Regions from separate parts of the Mus musculus genome. Here all the other regions are linked to region 6. Evidence: chromatin contacts called from public HiChIP or PLAC-seq data. All regions are on one chromosome and are shown on one strand. Each heading gives the region's core, a stretch centred on a gene start, on an enhancer-like site or on the middle of the called end of the contact. The rest is flanking DNA. Distances are from core to core; before and after follow the strand shown.

Evidence for each region. HiChIP or PLAC-seq counts read pairs in DNA pulled down with a chosen protein or histone mark.
Region 1: an H3K4me3 HiChIP or PLAC-seq map of the SCID.adh cell line shows a contact between it and region 6, with 12 read pairs. The contact joins two enhancer-like sites.
Region 2: a contact with region 6 is called in an H3K4me3 HiChIP or PLAC-seq map of the SCID.adh cell line, with 8 read pairs. The contact joins two enhancer-like sites. A contact is called at or near these places in 2 of 115 datasets of contacts at active chromatin or transcription factors (the SCID.adh cell line and T-cell acute lymphoblastic leukemia).
Region 3: an H3K4me3 HiChIP or PLAC-seq map of the SCID.adh cell line shows a contact between it and region 6, with 12 read pairs. The contact joins two enhancer-like sites. A contact is called at or near these places in 1 of 115 datasets of contacts at active chromatin or transcription factors (the SCID.adh cell line) and 1 of 9 other capture datasets (embryonic stem cells).
Region 4: a contact with region 6 is called in an H3K4me3 HiChIP or PLAC-seq map of the SCID.adh cell line, with 10 read pairs. The contact joins two enhancer-like sites. A contact is called at or near these places in 1 of 115 datasets of contacts at active chromatin or transcription factors (the SCID.adh cell line) and 1 of 9 other capture datasets (embryonic stem cells).
Region 5: an H3K4me3 HiChIP or PLAC-seq map of the SCID.adh cell line shows a contact between it and region 6, with 11 read pairs. The contact joins two enhancer-like sites. A contact is called at or near these places in 1 of 115 datasets of contacts at active chromatin or transcription factors (the SCID.adh cell line) and 1 of 9 other capture datasets (embryonic stem cells).

Annotation. Positions count from the first base shown.
Region 1 is chr12:107,360,624-107,364,553 of GRCm38.p6, forward strand. No RefSeq gene overlaps it. Among named protein-coding and RNA genes, the nearest start is that of Gm52008, 250 kb to the left of the region's middle. Within about 2 kb of position 1,663, at least 33 of the 459 cell types and tissues checked have an H3K27ac peak or open chromatin away from gene starts, as enhancers often do. A contact at or near this core is called in the SCID.adh cell line, where this site is marked.
Region 2 is chr12:107,493,834-107,498,038 of GRCm38.p6, forward strand. No RefSeq gene overlaps it. Among named protein-coding and RNA genes, the nearest start is that of Gm33236, 150 kb to the right of the region's middle. Within about 2 kb of position 1,493, at least 3 of the 459 cell types and tissues checked have an H3K27ac peak or open chromatin away from gene starts, as enhancers often do. A contact at or near this core is called in the SCID.adh cell line, where this site is marked.
Region 3 is chr12:107,466,533-107,470,271 of GRCm38.p6, forward strand. No RefSeq gene overlaps it. Among named protein-coding and RNA genes, the nearest start is that of Gm33236, 180 kb to the right of the region's middle. Within about 2 kb of position 1,354, at least 11 of the 459 cell types and tissues checked have an H3K27ac peak or open chromatin away from gene starts, as enhancers often do. A contact at or near this core is called in the SCID.adh cell line, where this site is marked.
Region 4 is chr12:107,297,675-107,301,376 of GRCm38.p6, forward strand. No RefSeq gene overlaps it. Among named protein-coding and RNA genes, the nearest start is that of Gm52008, 190 kb to the left of the region's middle. Within about 2 kb of position 1,492, at least 3 of the 459 cell types and tissues checked have an H3K27ac peak or open chromatin away from gene starts, as enhancers often do. A contact at or near this core is called in the SCID.adh cell line, where this site is marked.
Region 5 is chr12:107,121,795-107,125,691 of GRCm38.p6, forward strand. No RefSeq gene overlaps it. Among named protein-coding and RNA genes, the nearest start is that of Gm52008, 13 kb to the left of the region's middle. Within about 2 kb of position 1,992, at least 34 of the 459 cell types and tissues checked have an H3K27ac peak or open chromatin away from gene starts, as enhancers often do. A contact at or near this core is called in the SCID.adh cell line, where this site is marked.
Region 6 is chr12:106,577,457-106,581,489 of GRCm38.p6, forward strand. No RefSeq gene overlaps it. Among named protein-coding and RNA genes, the nearest start is that of Gm32935, 51 kb to the left of the region's middle. Within about 2 kb of position 2,460, at least 2 of the 459 cell types and tissues checked have an H3K27ac peak or open chromatin away from gene starts, as enhancers often do. A contact at or near this core is called in the SCID.adh cell line, where this site is marked.

The DNA.
Region 1 (3,930 bases), core at 413-2,912, 780 kb after region 6:
CCCCCACAGGGTATATGCTTCCCTCGCAGAGAAGCACGTCAGCTTCCTTGGCAAACGTGCAGGTTCTTAGTAGTCATGCGCAGCACTAATGGATTTACAATTGCAGATCAGTCCTGAACAGGAGCTGGTGATGTTTCAGACTGTGTTGATGATGTCTCTCGTGTGCCTGAACACTCATGCGAGCATTGCTCTCTTCTCCCAGCACAATTAGCGGCAAGCAGACCGCCCATTGTTCATATTAGTGGCAGCTCTGTGATATGGGGGAGAAGTGGCTCACGGGCCGCATCCCTGTCTTTCTAGCCTTAAAGAGCTTGTGCCTGCTGCTGTACACCAGATGAAGCTCTGATCAAGGGCTGGCTGTCTCCACTCAGGACCTTAAGGAAATGTGACACGGGCTCACACTGTGCCCTTGCTAGCTCCAGACCTTCAGTCAGCACCTGTTGCCAATTCCCGACTCCACATTTCTGTGTCAGTGCTGTGGCGCTCCTGACATAGCCGCTGTGGTTCACCTCCATTCCAGCCACCTCACCTTTCCTGTTTCAGATGCAGGTTTGGATTTCCGTAGAACTTTGCCCAGCTCACGCTAAAAAGCCTGGACCTGCGCAGAATTGAAACCAAGCTCTCTACTTGTTCACTGGGTGACCTTGACCAAATTTCTATGCCTGAGTTTTCTCATCGGTGCCAGGGGGTTTCCCTGTTAGGGGCTGAGTTGGGACTGATGCATTCATATGTTAAATCCCTAATGTCTAAAACCCAGCGTGTACAGGCCAGGGTTCTAAAGTGGTGATCGTGTAAACTGCCTTTAGTAGGGTGCACCCTAGTCCTGGGGACTGCTGCTCTGATAAAAGGGGGAAAATATGGACTTGGATAAACAAAAAGGGAAGAGTTGACTAACAACACATGGGAAAGAGCATCAGCAGGCTAAGGAGGGAGGGAGGACTGCAGAAGGAGTCAACCTGCTGACATGCCGACCACCTCGGCCTTCTAAACTGTGAGGCACTAAGGTCTTGTTGCCCATGCCGCCGCACTATGGTGGGCCTACTAAACTAACACTACTCTCAGCCTTCCAGAAGACTGTCCTAAATGATTGAACTGTCACTCTCCATGGTAGTCAGCACACACTATACTCCATTGTGAGACACAACTGCCACAGGCCAGCACGTGCCACAGGCCCAACTTGTGGAACGTGCCTCTTTGGCGCAAGGCTTATTTTGAGCTGGTTTTGTTTGGTTTTGCTTTCTATTTTCTGTTTTTAAGAAATTGTACATACATACAGGGGTCACTTCGAAAATTTCCATGGGAGACATTTACATCTGCGAGTGATTTACTGTGAGTGGGGGCAGTGTGTGTGTGTGTGTGTGTGTGTGTGTGTGTGTGTGTGACCTTTATACCATCGAGAGCAACCCTGAATGACCAGAGATGCTTACCACAGAAGTCTGTTCTACTTAAATCTATAGTACAAAATGTACCCTGGTTTCTTGGTATTTTCCCTGGTTGGTTTATCTCAACTGGACTTACTTCGAGCCCACCCTGCTTTCATTCTTCTCAGGCTTAGAGAAGAGAGTGTTAAAGCCTCAGGTCTAAGATAACACACCGAGATCTCTCCGGAGATCAGCTCTTCTCTGAGCTGTCTCACATCTGTACAGGAAGTAGACCGAGCTGGCATTAAACTTGTGTTTGTTTTTCTCTTTGTTAGCCTGCCTCCAGCGACAAAGGTCTGTCCCCGCTAAGAATGGAGTAGACAGAAACATCACACATCCTTTCTCCCCTACCACATATAACTGATACGCGTGCCCAGGACACCTTTGACTGTGTGACATAGGAGAATCCTTCCCGGGTTTGCCTGGTAGGAAATATGAGCGAGCAAAGCCACCTTTCTGTTTAAATCCAACCAGAGGTGGCATGTTCTTAGAAACTCAAGTTTCCACCATCATGCAGGTGCTGTTGTAAGGATTTATTAGTCTAAACTATACCGATACCCTGTCTCTCTTCTGTGGGAAGTTGAACACCTCTTACGTGCCCTTGACTTTGCTAAAGCCAATGGAAACCAATACTTAATTAATCCTCAGTTTGAAGTTCCTTGGCCCGTGTTGGTTACCATCGAGGGACACTCCCTTGGCTACTAAAGAAACCTCCATATGGTGGTGGTCCAGCTGGCAACCATGAACTGAAATCCATTGTACTGTCTATGCTTAGGATAACAATTTTGGTGGAATTTTGGATTTATATAGCAGACCCCACAAGGTTTGTCTAGAATAGATAGAAAAGTTCAGCTTTAACTAGGTCAATATTTTCCTTACTTTGTGTTCAGCCTGTGGTCTAACAACTAACAGGTCCTCTTTGCAGCCTTGCCAGGAATTAATCTAAATTTATATTTTCCAAAAGATACTACTTGAAAGAGAATGACTTTGAATATCTACATTTGTGTATTTATTTTATGTGTATGTGTGTTCACCTAGATATATGTGCCCTATGGGCATGAAGCAACCTATAGAGGTCAGAAGGGAGTGTTGGATTCCCTAACCTTCTCAAAACGGAAGTTTCTTCTTCTACACCCAGAAACTCATTTTCTTCCCTGTGGCAAACTTAGTGGATCGAAGGACACTATGACAATGGTAAAGATCGAGTGACTGGCAGTGACCTGAGCTTTTAGGTAGATCCTGTCGTGCAGCCTGAGGGGTAAGCACAGATCATCACCTGCTTGTCACCCCCATCCCCACCCCCATTGAATGGCTTGTTCTGGAACGAAGTACTGTCGCCTGTTTCTGTGTGCAGACGAGTGTTCAACATTGCAATGTTTCTCACGAGTGACAAGGACACATGTCTGTGCAAAGAAATTAATGTTCTTGTCACAGCCGACTCCTCTGACATGAACAAGTGGTTCCCATGCCCGTGAGAGCAGAGGTGGCAGATCACAGGGTGGGGGGGGGGGGAAGGGGGCACCCTTAACAGAGGGACCAGGATGTCTCAGCTCCACGCTGCACATGAGGAGAATACAGGCTCTTGCTCTACCCTGACCAGGAAGCAGGGAGAGTCCCTTGCAAAGGATGCTTTTGATCCAAGACAAACAACACAGTCAAAGGCATGCTCCCATCCCCAGACAAGGTAGCTGCTCTGACAAGCATTGCCTGATGGATGAGCTGAGCTCAAAAAGCTTTGTTAGGATCTGTGAATACCTCATGCCTCATGCTGCGCATAGGCTAAGCAAGCAGACCAAGTCACAGCTGCTGTTCACTGTCCACACCACCTCCCTCCCTCTCTCTCTCTCTCTCTCTCTCTCTCTCTGATGTGTGTACGTATGTATGTATGTATGTATGTGTATATGTGTGTGTATGTATGTATGAGTATGCATATGTGTGTATGTCTCTCTGTGTGTATCTCTGTATGTATGTCTGTGTGTGTGTTTGTGTATGTCTGTGTGTGTATGTCTCTGTGTGTGTGCATATATGTATATGTCTCTCTGTGTGTGTATCTCTGTATGTCTCTCTGTGTGTTTGTGTATGTCTGTGTGTATGTCTATCTTTCTCTGTGTGTCTGAATCTCTCTCTCTCTCTCTCTCTCTCTCTCTCTCTCTCTCTCTCTCTCTGTGTGTGTGTGTGTGTGTGTGTGTGTGTGTGTGTGTGTGTACAAATTTAAGCATTGCTCCTCAGTAGTCATCCACCTTGTTTTCTTGAGACACTGTCTCTTTCTAAGACCTAAGATTTTCCAATCAGGTTAGGCTCTCTGTCCAAGTAGCCACAAAGATCTGCCTTTCTATACCTCCCCAGGATTTGGGTTGTGCGTGCTTAGTACCATGTCTGTCTAACCTTAACCTTAACCCTAACCCTAACCCTAACCCTAACCCTAACCCTAACGTCGACCCTAACGCCAACCCTAATACCATCCCTAAGCCTGAGTATCAAAGTCAAGTCTCTCATGCTTATAAGGCAA
Region 2 (4,205 bases), core at 243-2,742, 920 kb after region 6:
TAGGCAAGCCCTAGACCCGGCAGATTAGCCTCCAGCCATATTCAAAGTACATCATTCCTGTGAGATGTCTCCTTGGACCAATACTACCATGCCTGTTTTCAAGAATAAGTTTTCTCACCTGACAGTAGTGACCTCACAGGGCCTTGAGGGGAGCAGGTACATTTGAGCAGCAGTTTTCTTCTAGGGTCCCCCTAGTCACACCAGTGGATCTTTAGAGGAAGGTTTGCCTCCCTCAAACCCTGTCCCTTTCTGGACTCAGCCAAATGTGCCTCTCTGTGCCCACTCGGGTTAGAGGCCCTTTCTGAAGGAAACTTTGGATGTCCTGTGTGTACTCAGGGCTCTTCATTTCTCTGCTGCCAAACACTTGTCACACAGCACTACAGAGATGACAGTGCTCCCAGGTGGGTTCGTAGGGTCCTCCCCTTAAGTGCCCAACACAAGCCTCTGCACAGGGTAAGTACACAAGGTAATGAGTGGATGGGTGAGTGAGTGGGTGAGTGAATGAATGGGTGGGTGAGTGAATGTGTGAGTTAGGATTAGGGTTAGGGTTAGGATTAGGGTTAGTGAGTGAGTGGATGAGTGTGTGAGTGAGTGGGTAGGTGGGTGAATGAGTGTGTGAGTGAGTGTGTAAGTGTGTGAGTGAGTGTGTGAGTGAGTGTGTAAGTGTGTGAGTGGGTGTGTAAGTGGGTGAGTGAGTGGGTGGGTGAGTGGGTGAATGAGTGAGTGGGTGGGTGAGTGTGTAAACGAGTGAGTGTGTGAGTGTATGAGTGAGTGAGTGGGTGGGTGAGTGAGTGAGTGGGTGGGTAGGTGAGTGTGTAAGTGGGTGAGTGAGTGTGTGGGTTAGGGTTAGGGTTAGAGTTAGGGTTAGGGTTAGTGAGTGAGTGGATGAGTCTGTGAGTGAGTGGGTGGGTGGGTGAATGAGTGGGTGAGTGGGTGAGTGAATATGTGAGTGTGTGAGTTAGTGTGTAAGTGGGTGAGTGAATGGGTGGGTGAGTGGGTGGGTGAGTGGGTGAATGAGTGAGTGGGTGGTTGAGTGGGTGGGTGAGTGTATAAACGAGTGAGTGTGTGAGTGAGTGAGTGGGTGGATGAGTGAGTGAGTGGGTAGGTGAGTGAGTGTGTAAGTGGGTGAGTGAGTGTGTAAGTGGGTGAGTGAGTGGGTGAGTGAGTGGATGGGTGAGTGGGTGAATGAATGAATGAGTGGGTGAGTGAAGTTTCTTCAGGATTGGAACACTGTTGCCTAATTCAGGAGCTGAAGTTTGTTTGGAAACATTTGTGAATGTAACCAGGCCACCCCATTTGGTTGTCTCTAGGGAGTTTCCTTTTACTTTGCCCCCTCCTGCAAGCCTCGGGGCTTGGGGGCCTGGGGACTGTCCCCCCCCCCCCACACACACACACAGTTGCTTCATCCCTGCCTCCAAGGTCTCACTGCATTTTTTTTTGTGGCATGAATAAATGAGCTGGTGATTGTGTGAATGTCACTTCTCTAGTTCCTTCCTGCAAAAAGCCTCAGGGTCTAAGGACCTTAAAAGTATCACAAGAGAATGTCACCTTCCAGGAGACTGTGAACAACTTGAAAAAATAGCTACATGGACAGAGAAGTCCATCCCAGCACCACAAGCCATCACTGAAATCTATGCTATGCCAGGCTAAAATGAATGTGCCAGGGTGGTTCCCAAAGCTGTGGGACAGAACCGGAGTGAACCAACCCCTCGCACTGGACGTTAACCCTGGAACCTCGAGGTCCTCACCAAGGACCCTTCAGTCTGAAGGAAATGTATCTACAATGTGGGAATGGCATTTGGCCCAAACCTCCTTACAGTTCACCTTTATGTGACACCCAAGGACAGTGCTTAACCTAGGACGGGTTACTTAAAGCTCTGAGATTCCACTCCCACATCTGTAGTCATGGTTGTCAGGGTAAAGATTAATGTGGTCAATGTGATAAGATCTAGAACCAGCCAGGAGACAGAGCTGTGAATGTGATTATGAAAGAGTTTCTAGATTGGGTCATTGAGATGGGAAGGTCCACCCTACATGTGGGCGGCATCTTTTCATGGGCTTGGGTCCTGGACTGAAAAGAAGGAGGGAGGGAGGAGGGAAGAGGGAGGGGAGCAGGGGAGGAGAGGCAGAGCGTTTGTCTGTTTCCCTGATAGCTAGTTCAGTAGGACCAGCTGCTTGGACGTTCCCAGCCTGACAGTTGTACCCTCAAACTGTGAGCTCACATAAACCCTTTGTTCCTGCCTTCCTTAAGCTGCTGTCTCTGATATTTTGTCACAGTGATGCAAAGGAAACTGATACATTGAGATTAACGACTGGGTGTGTGTCAGTGAGGTGACCATTCGGGACCACAATCAAGACAGGGTTCTTAGAATACGTCAACATATTCAAACTGGTTTGTCTTCTTCACAGCAAGACAATTCTAAGGCTTAGTGGCATGACTCAATTCAGCATGCATGGGGTCTTAGATTCCATCTTCAGCACTACAAAAAAAAATGAAAATGTGACAGCTGTACATGCTAGCTGCTTCATTTATTTACTGCAAACTTTTGCACAGATCCATGTAGTATCGTTATTTCAACTTTTGAGGGAGGGGACAAGGGAGCCAGAGGGAGGGTTCAGCCATCCACCTCGATCCCACACAGTTTGCAGCTTACTTGGCAGCCAACCTCGGGCTAGGCCATGACTTGGTGTTCCTATAGCTAGTGACAGAGGGGAGACATGAATGAGGGTTTAGCTGAAGCAAAACCTCAGAGACCATGCTGAACAGTTCCAATCTCATTGTTCCACCAGAAAAACATAGACAGTAATTGTCACAAAATGATCGGTAATTGTAGCTTGCAATGTACATATTCAACAGCAATCAATGAACTAGAATACAAATATAAATATGCCTGTAAGGAGCTCCCCGCTTAGTATGGAAGGCGGAGCATGGTAATAAATGGCTGTGTGAGAGAGGGTGAAAGGTCATGTTCAGAACCCAGTGGCATTGGCAATGAGCGATGAGCCTAAATGGGCTGTCCAGAATAGACTTGGGAGACCCCAAAGGGAAAGTGGGTGTCAATGAGTCCAAGAGAAGAACAATGAGTGGCTGGCGAGTGATTGGGTGGGAGAGAAAGAGGAGGATGCTTAAAGAGTTCAAGACAGTCAGCTGGCAGAGGACTTTGAATGGCCACACCTGAGCTCTACAGTAAATGTGCGGAGGCCAGCTCAGAACTGGGAAGTCACAGAGTATGGCATGTGGCAGGCTGGGGCAGGAGATCTTATCACACACCGCAGAGGTAGAGGTGCAGGCTTAGACTAAGCCTCCTGCTGAGCTAAGACCCAGGGAGGAAGGAAGCCAAGGGCCTGTTGAAAGTCAGGAGGTGTAAGAGAGACAACAGCCAGTGCTGAGATCTGTCTGCTGATTATAATGAGGCTCTGAAGAGCCCCTTGTCTACCTGGAGTGGACTCAGCCACCCGGTGTTTCTCCACGGCAGTGTGTTCTCAGAGCTATTCTGGGAAATTGGATTTATAGCAGCTGGAGCCTGTAAGCAGCCTGCAGTGGAGTGGCACCAAGAGCTGGGGGGTGGGGTGCAGGGGACTGGCAACTAGAACTGCCAGAGGCTGCCCAGTAGGAAAATCTCCCTGCAGGTCCAAGTGCGGTATCTACCTACTGGTTCATTCACTTGTGCATCCAAACATTCAGCATTCCTTTAGTCAGTGGCTATGCATTCTATCTATCCATCTGCCATCCATCCATCCATTCATCCATCTAACCAACTGCCATCCATTCATCTATCCGTTCATCTATCCATTTGCCATTCATCCATTCATCCATCTATCCATTTGCCATCCAATCATCCACCAGTTTGTCCAGTCATCCATGCATCTCTACTCATCCTGCATCCATCCAGTAATCTATCCAACTATTCATCTATTATCCATCCACTTATTCTCCCATCTATCATCTATGAATCCATGCTTCCACTCATTCTTCATCTATCATCCAGCCATCCATTCATCTATTCACTCATTCACCCTTTCCTGAACTCACAGGAGCAATCCAATCTTCTTTCAATACCTCAACTGTTCACATGTAGCATGAATCTTACCCTTCATCTACTAGCCCAACTATGTGACCACAGGACTTGGTAGCTAGCAATTCAGCTGTTTGCTCTCCAACCCTTACTGTGGATAGGCAACCTGGTACCAATTTTACTGTACTT
Region 3 (3,739 bases), core at 104-2,603, 890 kb after region 6:
AAGAAAGTGAATCAGAAATATTTTTAAAGAGGGGGAGGGAGGACAGAGAGGTTCAAATTGTGATTGAGGTGAGTCCCTTTGTAGTCAGGCAAACTTGCAGGCTATTGTTTCCAGACTCCTGCTGGTTCTCCTGGGAGAAGACAGCCTTTGCCTGGCTTTCCTGGACCTCCTAGGATCTGGTGTGGTCCTGCTGTCTGATCTCACTCCATTGGCCTCCTTTTCTGCTCACTATAGCTGCTACAATGTCTCCAGCACAGCCTCTTGGGACCTCACTCCCTCTGCTTGCTTCCTTGCTTCCTTGCTTTCTTCCCCAGAGCCTATCTCTCCTCCACTGCTCCTGGTGGGATGCTGCTCCTTCCACACTGAAGCACTGCCACCTTTGAAGCCAGCTGCCTCTCTTTACTGAAGTCACCTCCTGCTCCCTGTAGCCATCCAGCTTTGCCTAGCTTGTCAGTCACTAGGAGCTTTTCTGCTTCTAAATAACAAGGTTGGCATCCTTTCTCCCTGGTGAGCTGAGAACTCAGAGGGAGATGGCTTGCCTGCTCTGGGAATATGACTTTCACTTGCTACATAGATATGGGTAGAGGGGGTGGTTGAATGGCTGAGCAGAGGAGCCCATGTAATTGGCTATGGTAATACACCATGCCGGCATTGCTTCAACTTCAAGATGCCCTGGGGTCTCCCATCCCAGGAGGAGGAGTTTGAGATTCCACCACCCTGAGGGAGCAGCCTTAACTCCTTCCTCAGTACCCCTGGGCTCCAGCTCCTGCACAGCAGGCTCTGCTAGCACCTGCTTCTGCCTGTTGACATCAGAATCTCAACACATTCTCTCTCTTCCATAGAAATATTCCAAGTCTGATTCTAGTGCCTAGTTTATCAATCATACTTCCCTGAAGCTGTCTCTGATTCTTCCACCGCACAGCAAATCAACAACTTCCATTCTCTTTTCCTGCCTCCCTCATTCTCTCCCCCACCTCCTCCTTTCCCTCCCTCTTCCTCCTTCTTTCTTCCCCAGCCCTGCCTCCTCTTACTCACTCACTCCCACCCCCTCCCCATCTCCTCTCCCTCCTCCCCTCTCACTCCTTCCCTCCCTCCTTCCCTGCCTCCCTCTCCCCTCTCTTCCCCTCCTCCCTCCCCCTCATTCATTCTCCCTCCTTCTGTCTCTCCCACTCCTCCTCCTCTCATTCCCCCCTCTCCCTCCTCCTCTCTCCCTCCCTCACACCTTTCTCCCCCCCCCCATATGTGTGTTTGTATTCCATTCCCAGTTTCTATTCCCTACATTAACAGTGGACTCTCCAAGGACCGAGTCCTTGTCAGGTTTCACTGCATCAGCTGCTCACACTGTGCTCACACTCATGTGTGTGAGTCCCTGGTACCTTTAAAGCCAGACTCATAGGGTGGCACTGTGTGTGTGCACTACCCAGAACAGTCAGCCTGCACACAGAATGGCCTGGGAAGCAGGAACACATCAGGTGACAAGCTGTGCTGCATGCATTTCACACCCTGGTTGTGGCTCTTGCTCCTAGTGCTCACCACATCACTGTGCAGGTGGACTCCAGGCATGGAAACTAACCACTTCCTCCCTTGATCATCCACCCAGAACCTCACATCGTCTTCCTCAAACCTCAGAACACTTACGCAAAGGAAGTTCTGTTCCATGTCTCCATTTAGATATGGGGAAACTGGAGCTCAAAGGAGGCTAGTTAGAATGACCATTGTCACTCAGCAATAAGTACAAGTGACAAAGATTCAGATCCAAACCTTGTCTTTCATGTTTTACTTAAATTTGTATTACTCATAAAACAAGTGGACTATATGGATATGTGTGTGTGTGTCTGTGTGTCTGTGAATGCACATGTATGTATATGTGTGTGCACAAGCATGTATGTATATGTGTATATGATAGAGACAGAGAGACTAAATATGGAATACTCTGGAACAGGGATTCTCAACATTCCCAATGCTATGACCCATGACCCTTTAGTACAGTTCCTCATGTTCTGGTGCCCCCCCCCATCATAATATTATTTTCTTTTTCTTTTTTTTGGGGGGGGGGGAGGGGTTGGGTTTGGGTTTGGGATTTTGGGTTTTGGTTTTTGGACACAGGGTTTCTCTGTGTAGTCCTGGCTGTCCTGGAACTCACTCTATAGACCAGGCTGGCCTCGAACTCAGAAATCCGCCTGCCTCTGCCTCCCAAGTGTTGGGATTAAAGGCATGTGCCACCACTGCCCAGCCATAATATTATTTTCATTGCTACTTCATAACTGTAATTTTGCTACTGTTACGAGTTGTAATGTAAATATCTGCTATGCAGGATAAATGACACATGACCCCCAGGTGGGTCATGACCTCCAGGTTGAGAACCACTGTATTGGAAGTTTTATGGCTTGGCTTCAAAACAGGCTCTAGAGGCATCATAGGCAATCTACCAAAGGTGAGCTGGCCTGATCCAGCTTGAGCGCCCATCCTGTCATTAAGTGAGAGATTTGTTCACTTGTGTCTATCCCCAGACAAAGAACAGGACCACTTTCTCAATTGGTGCCTTCAAAATGGAGTCACAAGTGGGTTTCAGTGAGGCCTACAGGGGTCACACAGAGTCAGCAGTACTTCTTGGTTACTCATGGTAAAGGACCTTGACCCTTCGCAGGCCTCCTGTGGAACCCACTCACCTTGTTTTTGTCATCTGTATGGCATGCTTTTTTCCCTTCCCTCCCTCCCTCCCTCCCTCCCTCCCTCCCTCCCTCCCTCCCTCCCTCCCTCCCTCTCTTTCTCTCTCTCCCCTACCCCCTCTCCTTCCTTCCCTCTCACTCCTTCCCTCCCCCTTTCCCACCCCTCCCCTCCCTCCCTCCTCTCCTCTCTCTCCCCCACCTCATGATGTGATAGCTAGCTCATCATGATGATAATAAGGATAGCTTTATGAAGGTGTGCGGGCCACCAGATAAGGCAGGTAGAGAGGACTTTGAGTTGTCAAATACAAAAACATTATCCCATTTTGTTCTGGTCAAAGTTTGTTTCCAGGTACCGATGAACCCTGTTCCCAAAGACTTGTGTCTTAGAAGAAGTCATTGTCTTCATAGTTAAGAGTGTTTTAGTGCTGAAGTCCAAGAGCTCTAAGCCCCTGGTGCATTTAGATGACACCAAGCATTGAGAGATCCTGGACAACATATGGCAGACCCTTGCTAAGAGAAAGACTGGACCAAAGAAGGACCAGTATCTTCTACCAAGCATGGGCTAGAGTCCAGCCGACCTGCAGGCTTTACAGGGCCAGTCTCAGTGGCCATAGCAAAAATACCAGAGACAGGGGACTTCTCTGGACTCTGGGGAGAGTGAAGGTAAGTGGGTGGTGTTAAGAGCTCTGTATGGGGGTGCGGGCATGGGCAAGATGGTGGCCAGCAGAAAAGGATTAGCAGTGCCCTGGTGGATTTAGTGGTAGGACTTTTACAGTGTGTTGGAAGCGAGGCCAACTGTACTTCCTTCCCATACACCCAGGCTAATTAACTCTCTCTGGAAAAGCAGAGCTTAAAGGATTATTGCCTCCAATAGTAAAGTGAAGGAGAGGCTCCTTGTCCCCAGCGGACTCATTTGAGGGCACAAATAACTTCATTATGTATTGTTAGATCTCAGACTCATGCTGTGGAGAGGGCTTGGAGATCATGTATCTAATGTCCTCGTTTGCTCCTTAGACATGTAAAGCCAAGTCCTCGGGGAGGAGGTCTTCTCCAGGGAAGAGCAGAGACCA
Region 4 (3,702 bases), core at 242-2,741, 720 kb after region 6:
CTTTCCATCATCCCCTCCTCCTCCTCCTCCTCCTCCTCCTCCTTCCCTTCCTCCTCCTCCTCCTCATACTTCAGACTATGGGTGGCTTCCTTTTACCATGAGAAAGAAGTCCTTTAACCCTGTCATTGCCACATCCCACTAGCACACCCTTCTCTGCTCTGCTCAGGCCTCTACCCCTGGCTTCAGACTCACCTTCTGTACTGTGGTCTCAATCTCCTCCTTCCTTCCAGATCCACTCTTTCTTCAGAGTCCCCCACCCCCACTCTCATCCCAATGTCACTGCCCTGAGCTCAGCCTCCTAGCTTTTGCAATGCAAGCATGCAATGAGGACCATGCTCCTCTGCAGGCAGACCATGCCTGGACACTGAGACGTTGTTTGGGCTTGGAAAATGCTTGCTGCACAAGCATAAGGACTGGAATTTGGATTCTCAGCCCCTCATAAAAGCTGAGTGTACTGGTGTGTGCCCACACTCCCAGTGCTGGGGGTGCAGAGGCAGGGGAATCTCTGGGCCTCGGACGCCAGCCAGCCTAGCCAAATGTAAGCTTCAGGTTCTGCAAGATTCTGTCTCAAAAATAATGTGAAAGAGCAGTCAGCTGGACCAGCAGGTAAAGGTGCATTCTACCAGGCCTGATGACATGACAGAAGGACAGAACCAATTCTAAGTTGTCTACTAGCGTCTCTCTGTCTCTCTGTCTCTGTCTCTGTCTCTGTCTCTCTCTCTGTCTCTCTCTCTCTCTCTCTCTCTCTCACACACACACACACACACACACACACACACACACACACACGAAGTGGGTTGTAAATCTGTTTTTCCTGCTGGCCACTAAGTTTCCAACAATAATGATTCTGGCACTACTTATTTATTAATAAATGCCTTGATTTCAAGCTTTGGCTCTTCTCTGTCTAGATCATAACTTAAAACATCCCACTTCTTTTAATTTACATTCTGCCACACGGCTGGTTACCTGTGCTCAAGTACCGAGTGTCTAGCTAGACACATCTTCCCTGGGTGAATGTCCCATGTCTGGTTCTTTCCCAGAATCCTTTCTACCTCCCAGATATTCCATCTCCTATTTCCTGTCTAAGCCCTAGGCCATCAGATCTATTATTGACAGGTGCTACATCCATACAGACATAAGATATTATCTCTACAGCAGCTAAGCTAGTTTTTCATGGACGGTGGAAGTGCCTGCACTCTGGGTCTGTGTGTAGGATTCTCAGCTCCAGATTTTGACATGGGATGTGACTGTAGCCACATGAATTCTCTTCCTCCATCTCCTCACTGTAAAGCAAAGAGAGTTATTTGTGCCTCTCAGGACTATCAGTGGGAGCTTAGAACATACCCCCTAAAATTGAATAACTTTTAAAATCTTGAAGATGGTTCCCTCAGAATAACAGTTGGCTTTTCTCAGGTACGCACAAGCAGGCCAGCAGCAACATCGCCAGGACACCTGCTTCTGATCTACGCTTCTGTAAGTACAGGATGTGCTAAGCTGTGTGCTTTTATGATAACACACCTTCTCAGGACAGCTAGATTTAAGAGTCCCCCCCTCATTGCCTGTCCTGGGGCTTATGCCTGCAGGGAGAGAAAGGAGAACCCTTTCCTACGTTGATACCTATCAGCAAATGACTCTTGCAACAAGAGAGTAGGTAGGAGCCACACAGTGAAGCACCCGTGTCGACACAGTTCTTCAGAAGAGAGGGCATTCTTGCAAAGAGAGCACACTGTGTTGGCACAGCTGCTGAGGGGACACAAGGGTTTTCTACAAGGTTCTGGCTCCTCTCCAGCATGAAACCTTTCTTATATCTCCAGCACTAAACTTTTCTCAGACTGGATGCCCCACGTCTGAGATGGTAATCAGCAAGTGATCAAGTTGATGCCTTGAGCTGATGACTGAAGAAAACTAGTCAATGCATAGCTGCCAAATGGGGCAGGAGACAGGTGGTCCAGTTGGTAAGACCATGGCCAGAGACTGCAACCTTCGTGACTTGGTGTGCATTAAGTTGGGGGGAGGGTATAGGAAAGGCTGAACTAACTGTGCATCCTAGCTCTTCAATGAACATGGAAAGGCAGGACCAGAGCAGATCAGACCAGACCAGACCAGAACAAAGGAGAACAGAGGAATTGCAGGAGTGACCGAGGACAGGAAGAAAAGTGGACTGATGGGAGTGAGGGGGGCATCAGGCTGCCATACCCTTCCCAGGGGAGGACTGGCTCCACCCAGCCCACTCCTGACCAGCCCACCACGAAGATGCCATCTAGCATCCAAAGCAAACACGCTTACAGAGTTTCGTCTCTCCAGTTGTCTCCAGCAAGCCCCAGCGGCAGGACTTTCTCGGCTCCTGTGTTTGCCACCTTAAGCCTGTATTTAATCATAGACTAAAGGTGACTCCCTTGAGAGGTCAGTCATTACACTAACGATCCCACATGACGAGAACCCGAGCACGTGTGCAGTGAAATATATGAAAAAATAAATAAAAGGCATTAATATTTTATTAACAACCTTTAAGACCTACTAGAATAGAGTGTATTACACCAGTAATAAAAAGGATCATAACATTACGGAAACAGCAGTAAAAACAATTGCCTTCATCCATTGCAGGAGTTTTCAGACTGAAGGCCCGGATGGCCACCTACTGCACAGGGTTTTGTTATTACAGTTGATGGACTGATGGGCACACCAGGGAGGCTTATGCCAGGGACTCCCTGGCCCTGTCTGCTCAGGATGGCTGATGCTCCCACTCTCTGGCACCTTCTGGCAGCCTGTTTCCTAGCCTGCCATCCCCTTGACTCCCCAAATCTCCAAATCTCAAAGGTTCTCTTCCTACCTTCAGGGAAGCTGGAGTTCAGCTTTGCTGTAGGGTTGCCCAGCCCATTAGAGTCCTTAGAGAAAGTGTTCCACACTCAGAAGACCTCACTAGGTGCATTTCCTAGCGAGGCTGCATGCTGACTCCTTGATGTTCTTTGGGAACTCTGTTCTGGGAGAAAATGGGTCTTAGGTGCTGTCCCAACAAACAGGACACAGACGGCTGTCTAGCTGCACTGGGGCACCAACAGCAGAAGCTGATGGCCAGCAGGCCAGTTCCAGAAGGAAAAAAATGAACTTGGTTTCTCAATCCACACCCATTTTGCAAGGTTTCTACAAAGTTTTAAGCTCACATCTTAAAAAGCAAGATACTCAGCCCATAAGAGGCAACCTGTTCACTGTCTCAGAGGGCATAGGTTCTCAACATTCAGAATGCATTCACTCAATGATGGCCAGTATCTTGACATCTTGACACTCTCTTGCAAAATGACCCCACTCTACATAAACAGTAACTGACCAGCCCTCCCTGCCCAGCTGGGGTAGACTCCATTCTCATTTCCATCTCTCTGAATCTGACTGCCCCGGGGAACCTCCTGAAAGAGGAGTCATTCAGTATTAATGGGTAGCTCATTTCACCTGGCTGGAATAATATCTTTAATGTCTCACCAAGCAATATATGATGGGATGTCCTCCCTTGTAAAGGCTGAAAAGGAATTTCCTTTTAAATGGTTGGTCAGGATAGCTCAGGTGACTCCCAAAGCAATATAGATTATCCTTGTAACCCCTATGGAGTTGAGAGTAAACCCCTATGACTGAAGACACTATATACTTAGAACTCAGGACTTGGATTTTTCAGTTAGTCTAACCTGAAAGCCTTTCTTGAGGAATATCTTC
Region 5 (3,897 bases), core at 742-3,241, 540 kb after region 6:
GTCACTACAGTGTCTCCAGTCTCTGCTCAACATCTGGCACACAGTAGGTTCTTGGTAAAGTGAGAGTCACAGAAGAACTCTCACCAAGCACTGGCTTTATCTATACTGAGCAAGGCCAGATCCCTGTCAGGCTACTGTCCCTTGGGCTGGGCAACTGCAGTGGGTACCACCTCAGGGGGCAGGCCATGCTGGGTGGCTGTTTATCTGTATGCCAAGGGCAGCCTGCTGGGTGTATTAGAGGCCATGAAATAATGATGAAGTCTAGGAGGGGTAATTAAAAGCCACAGTGACATTGATCTGCTGAGATTTCTGAAAGAGCCCAGAGCACACGGGGCGACTCTCATTCTTACCTCATGCAGGCCCAGCCTGATTGGCCCCCTGGGCATTGCTAGGGCCATGGAACCTCACCTGTGGCCGGGAGACTCCCAGGGCAGCAGCCAAGCTGGCTTCAGAGGCTGTGCAAAACAGGAGGCCTGGGCCTGGGGGGCAGCCCAGCTGCTGTGCTCTGCCCAGAGAAGGCAAGGACAGGCTCACTTTTAAAGACACAGCTCCCGTTCACTGTGCTTCAAAGTTTCATCCTTCTCCCTTCAGGCCTAGAGCCAGGGAGAGAACTTGATGTGTTTCGGGGGCCAATTCATCCTTGTTCTTTGGGCCATGAAATCTGCATGAAAGGCTGCTTCCTGAGGGAAAAGTAACCCAACACTTACTTCTTGACCAGGGCAGAGAACTGAGAGCCTCTCCCCAGCAGGAACAGTTATTATATTCTTATAGTAACTATCTCTTCAAAGCAGGACCCTGATAAGAAACATTGTTTCCTTATGTTAAACTAATGATCAGCTATCGTCTTTGTTGTTAACTATACAGAGTCTCTCTCTCTCTCTCTCTCTCTCTCTCTCTCTCTCTCTCTCTCTCCCTCCCCTCTCCCCCCTTCCCTCTCCCCCTCTCTCCCCATGTGTGTGTGTGTGTGTAAACATATATGTGCATGCATTTATGCACATACACATGTGCTCATGGACATACACATACACTTATACAAGGAGACTTGCAGGCCGGCCAGAGGACATTTCTCAGGTACCACCTTTCTTTTGAAATGGGATCTCTCATTGACCTGGAACTCATCAAGCAGGCTAGGCTGTCTGACCAGAGAGCCCAAAATATCTACCTGTTGGCATTACAAATCCACACCCCACACCAAAGTTCTTGTCAACATTATTTATTATTATTATTATTATTATTATTATTATTATTATTATTATTATTATTATTATGTTTCTGGGAATTGAACACAGGTCCTCATGATTGCAAAGCAAGCACGTTGCCAACTTTCAGCTAGCTCCCCAGCCTTCTTTAAGGTGATTTTGCTCATAGTCTGAGAAAACTGAATTTCTACCAGAGTCTGACCACTGGAGATCTCTGTGGTCCTGAGCAACTCGTGTAAGCATACCTAATGTCTGAGTGAGCCTGCTAATCAGCAGAGGTAAGGGGACAGACACTGCAAGCCAGCAAGGGCTCAAATGGGACCGTGTCTGCCAAGTCGCGATCTTGAGAACTGGAAACTCATTAGCTCTGGGGCTTTGTGTTAGAGTCTTGCCCACACTCCAGATCCTATGACCCAGCAGGCATGTGAAGGGTGCATCAGCAGCCTATTTCATAGACTGGGTAACTGAGGCAATTCAAACTAGCCTGTCTTGCCGATTACCAGAGTCCACGCTGCACTGGAAGCCTGGTTGGTTGTTGTTAGGTTTTTTGTTTTATTTTGTTTTTGTTTTTATTTTTTGTTTGTTTTGTTTCCTTTTATTTTTAATTCTAGCTGCTAGAGTCAGTCACAGGCGGTTGGCTCCCCAAAGCCTCACAACTATCTTCCTGCCTGCCTGCCCTGAACGGGCAAACATTGAACCTCCACACATAATCGCAGCCTCTGGCCTTCCTTGGTGACAACCAGCCTGTTTTCTGCTCTTGCCTCTGTCACATGGGTGGGGGGGTGGGAGCCACACCTCTGATCTTCACACGGTGAAGAGCGAAGGAAGCCGAAACCCTGCCAGAGGAGAGGGGTGACAGTCTTCTTAAGCCTTGACAAGTCAACTGTCTTGCCGCAAGGGTAGAGTTGGACACCTGTTCCAAGGTCAGAGGTCGCAGTGTGAAGACACTCTGTCTGCCCTGGGAACTGCCTGGAGCAGGCGAAAATGTCTTCCAGAATCTTGGAGAGGTGTTCTGAGTTTATGTCCTGGGGAAAGCCCAAACCTGTTGTCTCCAGGGCACTCCATCCTCCACATCCTTAATGTGCACAGAATGATGGTGGATGGACCTGGCTGGGGCCAGGCTTCAGCGATTTAAGTGAGCAGTTATTGAGTGTCTAGAGTATATAGCCCTACTTACTTAATATAGCTCTAACACAATGGACACTTCTATTGGCTCTTTCAGGTCATTACAGCCTCAGGCTACATTACCAGACACTGTCTGTACCTCAGCCCCTGAGGTAATGCTTTGATTCCATCCCAGATGCCTTCCATGAAAGGAGGTCAGAGTGACAGGTGCAGACCGAGGCCGTGTGACCCACCCACGAAGCCGACGCGTGAAGTAAGTCAGCCAGCCCAGCAGAGGGGTCCGCCGTGCACTGCTGGGAACAAGAACTATCTCAGCTTTGCACACCCCTTCCACTTCTGAAGAGCTGGCTTACAAGCAGAAGTTCCATTCACCCCTGGGTTACCATCTCTACCGTCGGAGCAAAGAGAGCCGTTCTCATGCCGCATGGCTGGTGACTGGCCTGTGATCTCAGAGTCAAATGGGTTTCAAAGCGTCTTAACATTTCTCTGTGGGTAAAACCTGACCTGAATTGTTAAAACTCCTTGAAGTCTCTAGCTGGAGCTCACATTCCCCTCACCGTGAGAACAGACATGATCACTGCTGTGCCCGTAGAAGCACATTCTGTCCCTAGGTGTTACCTTGACCCCACGGGTAGCATGGCACAGTGTAGTTATAATGCACTGTTCTGATCTATAAAATACAGCCAGCTTTAGGGTTCTGTGAAAGAGACAGGGGGCCACAGATCAAAACCACAGGCCCAGTTCAGAGCCGTGTCCCTTCAGTAGCTTCGGGCTGTGGCAGTCACAGCAGTTTGACAAATAGAGTGGCTCTGGCTCCAGTTCTGGTCCATGCAACTGTGATTTGTGATGTCCTCAGCCAGCTAGGAGCTCCTGGGAGACTGGGGCCCAGTGTCAGAGAGGAGCAGGAGCCTTTCAGGGAAGACAACCTGCGGAGGTTTTGGGGGGGGGTGGGCATACACGGAAGATCCTGGAGGACTGGGCACTCGGGGGTAGGGGTGGGGTCTTCACTTCTCTAGATGTTTTGTGATGACTTGCAGGCCCTGGGCAGAGAGGCAGTGGAAGTTTAATCTTTCCAGAGTTTGCATCTGTGTGCTCAGAGAAGTATAGGGCCCCTGGGAACTGGGGCTGGGGAGGAGGGAAGAGAGAATTAAGACCTGCTGAGGCCACAGCAATTAGCAGGAGCCACCAAGACCTTTTTCTGTGGTAATTGGCTGTCCCTGACCTGGTGCTACAGGGGACGCCAGGGTCTCTAGGGGAGCACTCAGGGACGTCGCCGCTCACAAAGGGCTCAGGGCTGACCAGGAGATCCAAGTAAATAAGGTGGCACTCAGCTTCCAAAGGGCGAGGAGATGATGTAATAGGGACTCCCTGTGGGCGGGCGCCAGGCATGCTGAAGAAGAGTGGCCTGAGGCTCTGGGCCTGGCCTCTGCTGTCCATTTCTGTACTCAGGGCTGGGCATGTCTCTCTCCCCCTCCTTGGGTCTCTGCTCTCATCTTTGCTTCTCTCCTGCTCTGGGTCTCTCTAGCTCTCTTCCCCTCAGGTTTTCTTCATATGTGGTCTTGTGGATTTTTCT
Region 6 (4,033 bases), core at 1,210-3,709:
AGAATCGTTTTTTACCTGCCGAGCTTGACAGCACACAGGCAGCACAAGAAAAGTTCTTTGTGAAGTTCTAGAGAAAGCCTGGCCATCTCTGGGGATTTATGCAGTCTACATTGCTCTGTGGAAGCTTGGAGCCCAGGATTTCGAAGACAGTGCCAATCTAAAGGATTGGAATAAAGCACTTCTCAGAAATAGAAGCTGTTGTGGCGGGTTAATGTGCTATATCAGTCTAGAGTCACCTCGAATGAACAGGCAGAGCTTAGTTTTGTTCTCGTTGGTTGGGAAGGGACTCAAGTGAAAGGGACTTTGCGATGCTGGATTTCTCATCGAATCTGTTTTTTTGTCCACAGCTAGAATACAGAGATCAGAGTTACGTAAGCCAAGCATGTGTCCTCTGAGTACACGAGTACTGGTTCTAACAATGGATGGTTCAAGCAGAGTGCACTTGATAAAGTTTCTGCCTATGGAATATCCTGGAAAGAATTGGTGAAAGAAGCCATAGTCTTTTGTGATATTCATTCAATCTTTTCACTATAATCCCCTATAAAATCAAAATAAAAAAGCAGATTGCACACTTCCAATATTATAGTGTATACATTATCCTTCCAAAACATCATAGTGTGGAAATACTGGACCAAAGTAAGACCAAAAACCAAATGGGCAAACTCTAAACGCATCTCCATGTCTGATGTCCAACTCCTTTTAACTTTTTTGCCTGCAACACAATTCTTTCTCTTGGGATGGATCTGTACTCCCTATTAGCAGTTTCCCTTGGCAGGTGGTCCAGAGCTCTGGAATCTCTAACATTTTGGGATCTGCAAGGCAACTTCAACTTTACAGCTTCTTGTTCCAATGTCTGGGACCCACACATGATTTCCCAGGATCCTCCAAAGGGCTTGGGTCACTTTTTTATCTCTGCCCTCCGTAACACACTAAGTTCTGGTTGACTCCACTCCACCGCTGCTAATACTCTTGGTAGTAGTCCCATGGGGTCTTCTGCTGAAACTAGGTTTCACTTCCACTGATAGCCTTTTATAGGCTTTATTTCATGGTGCCAACTCTCAACTCCTTTGCTTCAGTCCTGGGCCTTCAACTGGCATTGAGACTTCACCCTCACCAGTGGCCTTTCTTGGGCTCTCATAATGCCAAGCCTCAGCTGTTTTCTGATTCCTTCATCCCTTTAAAACCAGTCCACTTGAATGACTCTTACCAATCCTAGCTGCCAGGATGAGGTGCAACCTTGCTTTCCTCTGGAGTACAGCTTCTTTGTGCTCTCAGAAAACACTTTCCAGAAGATTTCACCCCAGTGATGCTGGTCTCTTTTCAATCACAGTGAATTTCTTAGCTCCAGCTAACCAGCACCAATTATCCCAGTAATTCCTTCTATTCTTGACTTTAAAGCGAGATCCATCTGGCTGAAGCTACCAAGTTATGTTGCTTGCAGGGGCTGGAACATGGCCCCGTTGTTCTAGTTACATCTCTCCCATTTTTCTGTTTTCAATGATTTCCCTTATTGCTTGACTACCCTGGAACTTGTGCTGTAGGTTGACTTTGAACTCAGAGATCTGCATACCTCTGTCTCCTGAGTGCCAGGATTAAAGTTGAGTATCACCACACCCGAACATGTGCTTTTCCTTACCTGGATCTTGCTCTAAATCAGGCTGGCCTTGAACTCAGAGATCTGCTTGCCTCTGTCTCTGGGGATTAAAGGCGTGTACCACCATGGCTGGATATTTACTTCCTTTTCACAGGATCTTTTTAAGTTTTAGATTGTAGTTCATTCCAGATATAGTCAAATTAACAACCACGGGTAGCCATCACAATTCCCTCCCTTGTCAATTTGACGTACAATCATATATCCTTGTGTCCAAATGAAAACAGCAACCAGGGCAAAACAATGCCTAACACGATGCAAGTATCCCCTGTTCAATCACAGAGGTAAGAAACTTAACTGTCTGGGATCTTGCCCCAAGGTCCCCAAGGTCACCACTCCCTTAATTCATTTAATAGTCTTGAACACAGAATTCAGCTCCATTCCACTTCCTGGTGCTCCTTTAATGCTTGAGCCGTATATTTTGTAGTTTTCCTTACTAAGCTTGCTAGACGTTATCAAAACAGTCTTATGAGAGTGAACAACAGGACAAGGTCTGAGTTAGACTTTTGTTTTTGAGATTTCCTTTGTTAATATAATTAATTTAAATCATTTAAATCTCTCTCTCTCTCTCCTTTTTTTTTTTTTTTTTTTTTTTTTTGACTCAGGCAAGCTCCAAGGCCAAGAAGCAGCAACATTTTTCACCAAAATATCACAAGAACAATCTCCAGGCAACAAGCTAAAATACTTCTCCTCTGAAATCTCTTGAGCCAGGTCCCCACAGTTCAAATCACCCTCGGTACAATTGTCTTCCATGTTCCTACACGTATGACCTATTAATTTCAACTTAAAGCATTCCACTGCTGTACTAATCCGAAGTTCCAAAATCCACATTCCTCCAAACAAAATCATGGTCAGGTCTATCACAGCAATACGAACTTCTGTTTTAGTTAGGGTTTCATCGACGCGAAGAGACACCATGATAAAGGCTACACTTAGAAAGGCAAACATTTAATTGGAACTGACTTACAGTTTCAGAAGTTTAGTTCATTATCATTATAGTGGGAAGCATGGCAGCACGCAGGCAGATATAGTGCTGGAGAAGGAGCTGAGAGTTCTACATCTGGATCTGAAGGCAACCAGAAGGAGACTGTCTTCCACAGGCAGCCAGCAGGCAGCTATTCCCACAAATAGGGGCTGATTAAACACTAGGAAACCTGAAGCCCTCCCCCACAGTGACACACTTCCTTCCACAAGGCCACACCTACTCCAATAAGGTCGCAACTCCTAATAATACCACTCCCTATGGGAGCCAAACCTATTCAACCCACCAATCATTAACTTCAGGGATTAGATGCTGCCATCATCCTGCTGGAAGGTCCTCTTGGCATTTGTAAAATATTTTTACAGCAAATGTTTCTGAGAAGATCGAAGGACTCATTCTATAGATGGGAAGTGAGCTAAAAGGTCAGTAAGATGGTCCAGGCCACTCAGCCAGTCCAATCTACATCTCTCCATCCTCCTGCTTATTTTTTATATTATTTATCATGAGTATGTCTCCGTGTGTGCTTGAGGGTCCGTGTGTTCACAGTGCATGTGTGGAGATGTGAGGATAAGTGGTTGGAGTTCGTTGTCTCCTTCTACCATGGGTCCAGAGGTCAAGGTCTTCATGCTTGTGTAGCCAGCATCTTTGAGCCATCTCACAGTCTCAGCCTACCTCGAATTATGGTATTTATTTTTTACTTAACCATCTCACCTTCCTGTTTGAAATTATAAGTTATAGTAAGGAGGAAATTCTGAGTAGATACGGTGTTGAAAAAAAAATCAGGAAGTAATCCATCAGTAGAATCTTCATAACTCTTCATAACATGAAAACACACATAAACTAAAGGCAAGATAACTTTCTTTCACACACACACACACACACACACACACACACACACACACACACACACAGCACACAATACAGACATAATTTCATAATTTTAACCCAATCTTTTTGGGTTTTGTTTCTTGTTATTCCAGAGAATGATTCCAGAAGGTGAAGAGCCTGGTTTAAGCTTCCTGGTCCCTTTTTCCTTCCTGGTCCCTTTTTTTTCCTGCTCACTTTCTTTTACTTCCTTGACCATGCTATAAATGTCAATAACTATTTCTCTGTGACAGGTCACACACAGTATCTGGTGATTTGAAGGTGAAGTAAACGCAGCTTAATTCCTGGAGGAATTTGAGGAACTTGAAGACTTGAGACAAGAAGTCTGAAACTTGGCGCTGATGCGATCAGCACCCATGATCCTCTAGTGTTATTCCACATACATACCAAGAGTAAAGAACCCCTCCTAAGAAAGCATGGGTCCCTCACAGAATCAACACCTAGAATGGCTGTAGAAAAAGATACCCAAACGGCATCACAGACAAGATGTATTGACACAACCAGTAAGGCTGCCC